Linked DNA regions of Zea mays: regions 2 and 3 are each linked to region 1. Evidence: chromatin contacts called from public Hi-C data. All regions are on one chromosome and are shown on one strand. The core of a region is the stretch at or near the end of the contact, and the rest is flanking DNA. Distances in the headings are between cores, read along the strand shown. Region 1 holds the start of LOC100192481. Region 2 holds the start of LOC100191530. Region 3 holds the start of LOC103640847 (aspartyl protease AED1).

Region 1 (3,714 bases), core at 706-3,205:
GATACCTCGAGTTCCGGATCGCCCGCGACGGCTCCGAGCCAAGGCCGCCGCTGCCGCCGCCGCAGCCATGGTCGTAGGAGTGCGGCGACAGCATGTCTGCCTTGACGACAGGCCAGTACGGCAAGGCAGGCGCCATGATGTGCGTGTTGAGGCTCAGAGACAAGGAGCCTTGGCCGCCCTGCGCCGGCGGGCCGTGGCTGCCCAGAACGCCGAAATCGAGCTGTATGCCATTCGGGGCGTCGTCATGGATGGCATCGGCTGCGCTGCTATGTGATCCTGATCCATCCATCATGCGCATCAGCACCTCGTCCTTCATGCCTCTGGCTAGGCCGAACGAGCGCCGCTGCTGCCCCAGCATGTCGGGCTCGATCTCCCTGGCAGACGAGTCATGGGACATCACCGAAGGATGTCCAGGTTCAGGCATCTCGATGCAGTCCTGCTGGACGCCGCCGAAATCCGTGTACGGCCCGCCAGAAGCCGGGCTGTTCAAGTAGAGCAAGTTCCCCAGAGCCGACGGCAGAGGAGGGTAGGACGCGGTGCCATTGCCGGGGTCTCTGGAGTACATGTTCTGCGACGGCTCCCTTTCACTGCCCTGGCTCGAGTAGTAGGTAGCCATCGTGCAGCTCTGGCCGCTCGGCTGATGATGGCCACCACGATCGAACCGCCTTGGAGACTGACTGATGAACGAGGTTTCAGCAGCCGACTGAAAGCTTCAGCTTACGGCGTTCCTGAAATCGAGTCACAAGAAATCCAAGATCGATTATAAGTTCTCTCTTCTCTGCAGCAGTATAAATGACACGCCGATTTAGTACCCAAAAAAAAACAGAAACTTTGTTCGCAAAAAACGGTTTAGTACGAAACAAAATTCGATCTGCTATACCAAGACAAACAATCACACGCCTCAAGAAACCAAAAATCAAATAATTCGAACTAATAAGCCCTTTTTCTGTTCAATCTGGGAGAAGAGATAAAACTGCTTAGCCTCCTCGTCCACGGTCTTGAGGCACACACAACAAAAACAACAAAAAAAATTCTAGTAGAAACTATATATTCACGACGTAAAAGTGGCTGAAAGCAGGAGAGAATTAGGAGGCAAAAAAAAAAAAACACCCGCAGCTTTAATTCAGTTGTGACTGGCACAGTATTTCTACGGATTGCAGCTATACCAATCCGAACAGCTGCAACAACAGATGCGGCTGTATAATACTAGATAACAGAGAAGAAGATGAAAAGACGTAAGATTTCCTTGGTCGAAAAACGCACTTGGGGTGCAGTAATAAGTAATTGCAACACAGCACAAATAGAACCACATAAAAAAAGGGCAGGAGTAAAGGGAACAGAGCTTGGCTTTCTTCCAATGGTAGAAACATCCAAAGAGGAAGGGGGAATTCGGAGAATTCATCCATCCCCAACCCCGAGGGCCCCAACGCTAGAAACAAAGAGAGAATTCGAAGGAACCGGGATACTACGTGGTTCGGCAGCATCATCAGTAACTTTGGTCGTCGGTGCGTACGGCAGAGCGAGGGAAGGAAGAACTTTGGTGAGCGCGTGCGCGTGCCACCACCTCAATCTCAGAAAACCCAACAGCAGCACAAGAAAAAGAAAAAAAAAAGACCAACTGATTCATCGTCCCGCGTCCGTGTCGAAACTGAATTCGGAGCTCAGTCTCTCCATCCAAATTCAGAGAGAAGAAACAGCAGCACCCTACCGACTCTCTGCTAATCGGCTCGGGAAGCGATGAACAGCAAGCGTGAGAAAGCAGAATTCAGACTACTTTTTTTTTTCTTCTCATCGGGCGAACCAGATAGAAGAATTCCGTCTGCTCATGCAGCAGCATGGTGCAGATTGTACTGAGAAAATGGGAGGGGAGGCGAGCTGGACCTGAAGGGTGTGCGTGGCGTGGTACTCTCATGGGGAGGGAGCAGGCGACAGGGATTGCCTCCGCAGCAACAAAGCTGATCCTGGTGAGGCTGAGAGGGTCGAGGGGAGGGGGAAGAAGGAGAAAGATAATAAATCCTCCCAATACGGGGGACAAAACCAGATCCTTCCCCGGATAAAATAACAGCTCCAGAAAGAAAGAAAAAAAAGGAGCTAATCTATAGCTCCCTTTCCTCCTCTTCCTCCTCTCTCTCCTCTGCAGAGCACCAGGCAGGCAAGAGTCTGAGCTCCCTCCCTCTCCTCCTTGACCTCGAGTGATATGGAAAAGGGCTGGGAGGGGACAAGAAGCTGGAGCTGAAGCTGTGCTTGGCTATAGCAGCACCCACTAACAACAGCACCAAATATGGAATAATGCGTGCCTCCTCCCTCCAAAAAAGAAATGATTTTTTGCCCCCACTTTATTAAATTAAATGTATGAATTGGTTGCTGGGCAGGCCAGGGTTAACTAACCCCTCCCTCCCTTCCCTTCGCTACTGTTGGGGCAGCTTGGAGTTTATTTGCTGGTGTAACCACCACAGGAGCAGAGCAGGAGTAGGAGCCGTCTCCTCTCCAGCTACTTGCCGCCGAGTTGTTTCTTTACGACAAAGCCTAGGCATCTGCATCTCTCGCTCGTTTTACATATCGTTCGCTGTCTATATCTATCTACCTTAGCTATAGCGAGCCCTTGTGCTGGCCTGCTATGGCTTCTCTTGTGCAGTAAAAAAAAACTGATTTGTGATGAAGATTGGTTTGTCTCGTGCAGTAAAAACAAGACTGATGAAAAAGCTGGAGATGGATCGCGTTGGAAATCACTGGTGACGACTCCCATCACTCCATCAGTGCCCGCTCCTATAGTGCACCCTGCTGCCCTTTTCCGTTGGTTCTGATGCCAGCTACAGCTGATGGGCGAGATACGCAGAATCATGAGAGAGAGAGAGAGAGATCATCTGAGGACAAAGGCATGGAGGCAGGCGAAGGGGATTTATCACGTGTGACACCCCCAACCCCAAAAACAATTAGTGGCGGGCGGGGGCCATCTCCCCTCCCCTCCCCCTTTCTTCTTCCTTGCAATTGCATTCCCGTCCCCACCACCTCCTCCTCGTTGGGTGGTCCACGAGCTTACGCGGTGGCACGGGTCCACCAACCAGACCAGACCCTCCCCTCATTTCTTTGTGCACCAAATTGCAGAGCTGGCTTATTAGCTAGCCGCACGTACGGCGTTGATGCTTACTAGCTAGTAACCTCTCTTCAAATCAAAGGTTTGCATGCATGGCCTGGGTGCTGACTGTGGTTAGAGACGGACGGACGGACGGATGGATGCCCTTCGTCTCATCATCTAGTCATCGATCTCCCAAGCTAACAACCAGTGGGTGGACCTAATACTATATTTATATAAACAATCCATTCCATCTAGGCTTGCATTGTCTTGGACTTCAAATCCATCCATCCACCCCTCCACTCTACCTGCAGTAAGTAGCCTGTAGTGTCGAGTGAGTGCATGCCTGCCTCTCCCTTTTTTATATCCTAGATTCCTAGCTACTGCCCACTTTCTTACAATCTACTGCCCAGTCTTTTCTTTTCTTTTTTTTACTTAATAATTTCCATGCACCCACTAATAATTAAACCACTTGTTAAGTTTGCTTCCGTGTTTTAAACATGGTAATCCGATCTGGTAAAAAGATGAGCAACGATCTATCCCAGATCACTCGCTACAAGCATACAGCCTCTACAGGAATTACATATATTATCTTTTGAGTAAAAATAAAGCCTCGCGCGACCGATTACCCCACCTACATG
Region 2 (3,714 bases), core at 602-3,101, 250 kb after region 1:
TGTGTGCTACATCTTGTGTTCATTTGTGCGTGGAGTTTTGACTCCCATTGAACTTCCTCCAAAGTTTTAGAGGCTTGTAAAGCTAGCAAGAGACACCTAAGAGTGTGGTGATCCTTGCGAGGTCTTAAGTGATCCTTGAGAAGAAGAAGAAGAGCTCGTCGGTCTTAGTGATCGGTGGAGAGAGGGAAAGGATTGAAAGAGACCCGTCCTTAGTGGACTCCTCAACGGGGACTAGGCCTTCGAGGGCCGAACATCGGTAAAATAAATCACTCGTGTCTCTTGTGTTTATTGCTTGTGATTTGTTCGTTCTCTCCCTTTTTTAAGTTCTCTTGCGCTACTCTTCGCTAATATTATTTTGTGTTGCTTCAAGTTAAATTCTCATTTAGAGAAGCAACTCCTTGTAAGAAAGAATTGCACTACTCTTTGCTAATATTATTTTGTGTTGCTTCAAGTTAAATTCTCATTTAGAGAAGCAACTCCTTGTAAGAAAGAACTTGTGTTTATCCTCTTCTTATCTAAGCCCTCTTGCACTATTCTCCACCAACATTTCTAGTAGTATTGCTATTGATTAAATTCCGCACTCTTTAAAAACAATTCTCATTGCAAGCAAAGGACTTAGCTTTTATACTCTGATAATTGTGAATCTTGTTCTAACCACTAATCAAGGGATCTAGTTTGGATTTAGAATTATAATTTGCAGGTTTCGCCTATCCACCCCCTCTAGGTGACTTTCACCCGGGAGGCCTTTTAGACCTTTACGTAGAGGTACTTGGCAGGTGGATCGCTCGGTTTGTGAGCCGTTTTTTAAGGCCTTCATGCCTTCTTTGGGAAACAGGTACCCAACAAGTTTGGTTATAATCATTTACCTAATTGGATTTGTATTTACTTAAACTTAATAAAGTTTGACCAACTTAATTACAAGCTAATGCTTAGCCCTAGACTTTTTCCTTGATAAACATTATATTTTTTTCTACATGATTGCTAAGTACTAACCGTAGATGTCCTCGCTTTTGCTATAATCATTGGTCAGATCACGAACATACATCACCAAAGGACGACTATATGTGTCGTCTCTCATTCAACCGTGCATGTGGAGAAAAGTTATCTTCGTCTAGTTTATTTTTATTTAGTTATTTTTTTACTAATAATTGGCTATAGGAGTCGGATGTGACATTTATATATCAAGCGCTTATAATTCAAATTACCAATATTGATATGATATAATGTTTCGATTAAAATATGTATGCTTAATTAAAATGATAACTTATAAAATTGAGTATAGTGAAGTATCATTGTATTTTTAAAGTGAATTATCAGTGTTATGTTACATTTTCGGATGTAGTTACTTGTTTAAAATAATTATAAAAAAACCACGATCAGTGTTCAAACAGCGATAAAAATCGTAATCCCTCTCAGGGTAAGGACCCACAAGTGGTATTAGTAGGAAAAATTTGGGTACAGAACACGTGACAAAGCAGAAATCATTCTAGAAAGAGCCAGCTGTAGTAGGTTCGTGTGCAAAAGTTGAACATTCACATTCCATTTCTCAGTCTTTGCGTTCCACGTACGTCGTCTTTCTGTTCGCGACGACCATGTCGGCGCAGGCGCAGCCTGGTTGGTCCTGGTCAGTTGGTAGATGGCAATGGCATATTACAGTTACAGAGAGGGGGACCTTTTAATTACAGGAAATTTGGATCCATACCATTAAAAGATCACCACTTTGGATCCATACCATTACTATCTCACTTACATGTGGGTCCACATGAGTCAATGACATGTGGGGTCCATGGTATATTAGCGGATGATAATCAGAGAGGAGGAGGCAACACGGCACGCTAACAAAAACCAGACCACGCGGAACGGCAACAGCAAGCTGCCTCTCTCCCTTGCGCGCGCGTGATTTCATCTTCGTCCGATCCCATCCCACCCCACCCCACCTCACCGGAGCCCCTCTCCCCCTAACTCCTCCGGCAGCTGCTCCGATCCCGAACCGTGATTCGCTCGATGGCGGCAACCGCGGGCGGCAACAAGATCCGCAACGCCAAGCTGGTGAGGAATCATCCACGCCCCCCCGAGCCCTCGAATTCGATCCGTTCACGCCCCGCTCCTCCCGGTTTCGTGTCTGGATTCCAGTCAACTACCAGCCGGAGGAGTCCGTGGCTCGCCCCTCCGCTCTGTTCCCCTGACGGAACGGCGACCTGCGAGTTCCCTCTCGGGGTTTCTTGAGAGAGGGGGCGGGGGATGGACTTCGCAGCGATCGTGTAAAGATCGCATCTTTTCTTTCTTTCCTTTTCCCCTCTTAGCTAGGAACTTTAGGGTTTGTTTCTTTGTACGGCGACCCTGCGGACGCTGACACGCGCTTGCTTCCTCTGCTCGGTTCTATTGTACCCCGCCCAGGTTCTTCTTGGGGACGTGGGCGCCGGCAAGTCCAGCCTGGTCCTCCGGTTTGTGAAAGGCCAGTTCGTCGAGTTCCAGGTGAGATTCTTCGACCCTTCAAACGCGGATTGCCTCTGGGTTCAGCAGGATCGTGATACAGAGTGGGTGCTTGAACGTGCTGTTTCGTTTGGCCGCAGGAATCCACCATCGGCGCGGCTTTCTTCTCGCAGACCCTGGCGGTGAACGACGAGACGGTCAAGTTCGAGATATGGGACACGGCGGGGCAGGAGCGGTACCACAGCTTGGCTCCCATGTATTACCGGGGCGCTGCGGCTGCCATAGTTGTCTACGACATCACGAACGCGGTCAGTACAACGACTTGAATCAGTACCGGTTAATACACACATTGTAGTTCTCTGCCTCATTGTTGAGTCCAGAACTGAAATGCGTCAATACTACTGAAATGAAATAATAACTGGAAGCAGTGTTCTGCATCCTTCTTTGTGTGCCACGATTGCTTAGCTTCGCATCCAACTTTGATTTTACAGCGTATAGCGATCAAACTGTTAATTGACTCTGCTCTGAGCTGTGCAAAGATGCAATGTTATAGGTTTCCCAACTTCATGTATTGTACCCTTCGAGGGTGCGTTTTGTACTGAATAAGTCGGCATAAATGAATCAGTATGATGTTGTAAACCTAGAGCAACTGGATGTTTGCACCTTTTTCTGTCTGCATTTCAAGAGCAACCTAAATCAGAACAAAATTCCATAACTTTCGATGCTACCAAGCCATTAACCTTGACTTGTCTTATGTATCAAGCAACCTTAAATTTATTCTGATTTTCTCCATGAAAAAATTTAATCTAATCTTTTTTTCTGCTTTTAATCTTGAGGCATACTAAATTACTAATATTGTGGTGTGCACATATGAATAGCAGTACTCATTATTAATTTTATGCATTATAGGCCTCTTTTACGCGTGCGAAGAAATGGGTTCAAGAACTTCAAGCACAAGGTAACATAGTTCTACTTTGCATTTTTTACCTCAGTGCTCTACATATTAGAACATGCTCTTGTATGGTGGAAGTTTGCTTCAAAAGTAAAGATATTGATATTTTGGATCTTAGACCCATGAACACATGCACTTTTTACCTCAGTCCTATCAAAGAGCTGTGTAAGAAGTTGATTCAGCGAGTACGATGTGATTTTTTTTTGGAAGGGGTTATCTGTGGATGTATTATGTCATTGAGTGCGCTGCTGATCTACAAGTTTTTGTTTTAATTTCCCTTTCCTTTTTAATGCAGGAAACTCGAATACAATAGTGGCTCTTGCCGGGAA
Region 3 (3,714 bases), core at 385-2,884, 230 kb after region 1:
GTGCTGGCGTTGTTGCCGAAGGTGCCCGACGGGATCGGGAGGTCCACGTCGCCGAGGCTCATCCCGACGACGTCGATGAAGTACATGTTTGCCAGGTCGGGGTCGTCGCTGCTCAGCAGCGGTGCGTGCGCGGTGCAGTTGTCTCCTCTGACAGTGGCGTCGTCGCCGAGGGAGAGGAAGCCTGGGGAGTCCGGGTACTGTGGCATGCAGTAGGAGAAGGCGGCGGAAGCGGAACCAGCCAGCCGCGACGGTAGCGAGTTCCGGTCGCGGCTGAGGTCGAGGGTCCCGACCTCTGGCATACCATCAGAAGCGCCTGCGTCCAGGCAGACGAAGGTGAAGTCTTGGACGGCCACGGACGGCGCCACCGTGAGCACGTCCTGAGAGAAAGTGCCCTCGACGAAGAAGAGGTTGAACGGACAGACGGAGCCAGCGGAGCAGTTGGCCGTCGAAGGACAGTCCGGCGAGTCGCAGGGGACGTGGGTGAACGTCGTGGACTGCGATGTGTCGAACGCCGGGTCACAGCTGGTGGAACCTGGGGCGCACGGCTTGCACAAGACCAGGGACACGCCGAAGATGGTGTCCAGGAACATCGGGAACTGCTGCTCCGGCGTGCCATAGCCGACGTTCACGGTGTAGTCCAGTGCGCCCGCGTCCGGTGAGCCGTCTATGGGGATTATGGTGGCTGCCGGCGCCGGGGCCGGGGCCAGGGCCGACGCAAGAGAAGCCACCACGGACGACGATTGTGAGGCGAAGCGGCGCCGGATGCGGGAGGTGTCACGACGCAAGACATCTGCCGCCGTTAGGGACGGCAGCCCGTGCAACGGCGAGCATGGGCTCTGCCGGTGCACTATAGGTAGCTTGTTGTTGCCTAGGCCTGTAAATAGAAGTTCGAAATATGTAAGGGGTCGGTTACTTAGGATTGAGGCCTGAAACTATTCCATCTAATCGTACCAATGCTGACATAAATAAACCTATCGTTTCAGCTGAAACAATTCCAAAGGGAACTATTCTAAAGTAAACGAATAGGCCCTAAGTGTATATCTAACGGCTTGTTTAGGAGAAGGGGATTGATGTGGCTAAAATCTCCTTTATATTTAATTTCAATGTTAAATAGAAAGATGATTTTAATTGGGCGCCCTAATTCTCTCTAATCCTTGCTCCTAAAGATGCCATAGGAGTCCTTTTTAAACTCACTATCTAAACCAAATTATTACATGGGGAGAGCTACTAGAATATAAGTGAATATCCACATCATCGTACTGATAAAAATCATATATCCACTAGCATGCTAAATGTAAGTACATCAACACGGGACATTAATATTATATTCTTCAATTTTAATATAAATATATATATACGATTATCTCTCTATATATAATATACCAGTTGCGATGGACGAGCAGGTGGTTGCAGTAGGCGTCGCGGAAGCCGCCTTCTTTGAGTTGCCAGATGACTTGCTTCTTGTCTTGAAAAAGGTTTGGCTGGACCCTACCTTGTAGCTTGCATGGGAGGACGAGGCGCCATGCTGAGCAGGAAGCAGAAGGAGCATGCACAAGAAGAGAAGCGAAGCAATGGAGGAAGGAGCCATTATACTGTATTACTGTGGTATACTGCTAGCTAGTGTGTGGCTACGTACGTACACGATGGTGTAGCTAGGTGTATATATAGAGAGAAAGAGAGAGAGAGAGAGAGGGACAAGGACGCGTTACGAAACATCTCACGTCACACATACGTACGTCGCGGAAATCACGACGCAGCGAAAATTGTAACCTAGGATAGCACGCAAAATACTGTCATTGGAACTCACGACTTGCTGTGGCGACATGCATGCTCCCCGCAATGCAATGCAATTGCAAAGGCACAGCATTATTGGGAGTCACGACTTGCTGGCATGCTGTTAGCTTCCTTGAATGGCAGATCAGCTATGATCGAGCAAGACAATGTCAAACGTGTCCATACTGATCGCTATATGCTATATATGCAATTATGCATTACACGAATGCATTGCACGATTAGAGCCTGTTTGGCAACAATGTTACTCAAAATCATGGGTTTTTACATTACTATATATTTTACAATTGTCATGTCAATACGGTAGTTTTAACCATCTTAAAAGGTATCACGGTTTTTGAGAAGCATTATTTGGATATAATAATTGTAACACCGAATTTTATAGAAATAAAGAACTCCTTTTAATTATGTGACTATGTGAATTTCTTGTTTATTTAACACTTATAAATCAATTTCTTGTTTATTTAACACTTATAAATCATTGTGTAGATGATTAAAATTATTAAATAACAAATAAATAAATATAATTGTTGATGCATTATGATAAACTTTAGTTGTGCATTTGATTTGAGGTTTAAAATTTGAATTTGAAAATTTTGAAACTAAAAATAAAAGAAAATGGAAACAATGGGCCATCTCCCTTCCCTCAACGGGCCTCATTTTTTCCAACCATCGCTCACTCCTCCCTAGCCGCGTGGGTTGCCACTCGGTCCACTTCCACCGCACCGTGTGGCCCAGCGTCGCCACTTTACGTTTGGTCACTACCAGGTAGGGCTAGACCAAATGTTCGTGGTCCGTTGACTCATTCGGTTCGTGGCTAGCTTGGATCAGTTTGGATCGACTCGTTTTAATTTTTCAAGAGCTGAGGTTTAACGAGCCAACTCGCGAGTTAAACAAGCTATCACATGTGTGGTGTCTATAGCCTATAAGTTAAATTGATGAGTGATGAATTGTTTTCATGTGTTAAATTGGTATGTGCTACTATGACTGTAGGTTAAACTGATGAGTATTTGAGTGAATTGTGAATTGATGATGTATTAATGAGTGATGAATTATGTTAATTTTGTGTTGTATTGATGTGGTCTATGAAACTATAAATATAACTACTATTTTCTATTGTTAAATTAGTTTGAAATTAACTAGAAATTATATATATATAGTTTATATATCTAAAGCCCTGATTTCCAATAACTAGAGAAAGCCCTGACCCAATGGTGCCATCCGGTTCAGCCGCACCAGGTCCGGACGTCTATAAAGCACCCAAGGTTGTAAAGGATTAGATTTTTAGCAGCGGCGGTGATTCCACCGAGTGTGCGAGCGACGCCAGTTCCCCGGGGCCAGCGAGTGACGATGACCCCCGAGGGATAGCGATGGCGGGTCCCTAAGGCAGACGTGGGGGAGCGACGGTAGGCCCCCGAGGCGGGTGAGCGACGGCGGGCCCCGAGGCGGGCAAGAGACGGCGACCCCGTCAAGCGAGTGGCGACGGCGACCCAAAAGGTGTGGCCGTCTCCGGCGGTGATTACCACGCTATAGGCACGAGTGGCTCCAGCGACGATGGCGGTCACATGAGGCACGGGCTACGAGGGTTGTTGGTCTCATAGTGGTTTGGGCATCCTTCGGTGATCAACTCCTCCGATCTGGTGCCCTCGGCGGCGTCCTCTGGCGATGACCTCCGCCAAATCTTTATTTATGCATGTGACTATTGTTGAGACCATACTAGACTTTTTCATTAATTATGATGTATAGTATAGATATTTATTCAACTTTCTATAATAAGTTATGCTTTGCACGATATCATCCATCCGATTTTTACGTGTATGGTGTGGAACAAAAATGTTATTTAAAATTTGTGTGCATCCAATAAAAACTCCTACGACCTGTCAAAATTTCCCCGGTGAAAGAGAAAAAGGGTCAAACCTTTTC

The links. A called contact is a pair of places that touch in the nucleus more often than the background predicts.
Region 2: a contact with region 1 is called in a Hi-C map of leaf, with 10 times the contacts expected there. The contact joins the promoter of LOC100191530 here to the promoter of LOC100192481 in region 1. A contact is called at or near these places in 10 of 25 Hi-C or Micro-C datasets (bundle sheath, ear, leaf and 3 more) and 1 of 3 datasets of contacts at active chromatin or transcription factors (leaf).
Region 3: a Hi-C map of ear shows a contact between it and region 1, with 3 times the contacts expected there. The contact joins the promoter of LOC103640847 here to the promoter of LOC100192481 in region 1. A contact is called at or near these places in 2 of 25 Hi-C or Micro-C datasets (ear and leaf).

What each region holds. Positions count from the first base shown.
Region 1 is chr1:183,672,440-183,676,153 of Zm-B73-REFERENCE-NAM-5.0, reverse strand. LOC100192481 reads right to left here and starts at 1,955. Exons shown (of 5, transcript NM_001137701.1): 1 at 1,882-1,955; 2 at 1-728. The coding sequence starts at 616.
Region 2 is chr1:183,424,950-183,428,663 of Zm-B73-REFERENCE-NAM-5.0, reverse strand. It overlaps LOC100191530, which reads left to right and starts at 1,851. Exons shown (of 7, transcript NM_001136961.2): 1 at 1,851-2,049; 2 at 2,398-2,475; 3 at 2,574-2,741; 4 at 3,343-3,391; 5 at 3,681-3,714. The coding sequence starts at 2,005.
Region 3 is chr1:183,445,875-183,449,588 of Zm-B73-REFERENCE-NAM-5.0, reverse strand. It overlaps LOC103640847 (aspartyl protease AED1), which reads right to left and starts at 1,634. Exons shown (of 2, transcript XM_008664312.4): 1 at 1,384-1,634; 2 at 1-874. The coding sequence starts at 1,588.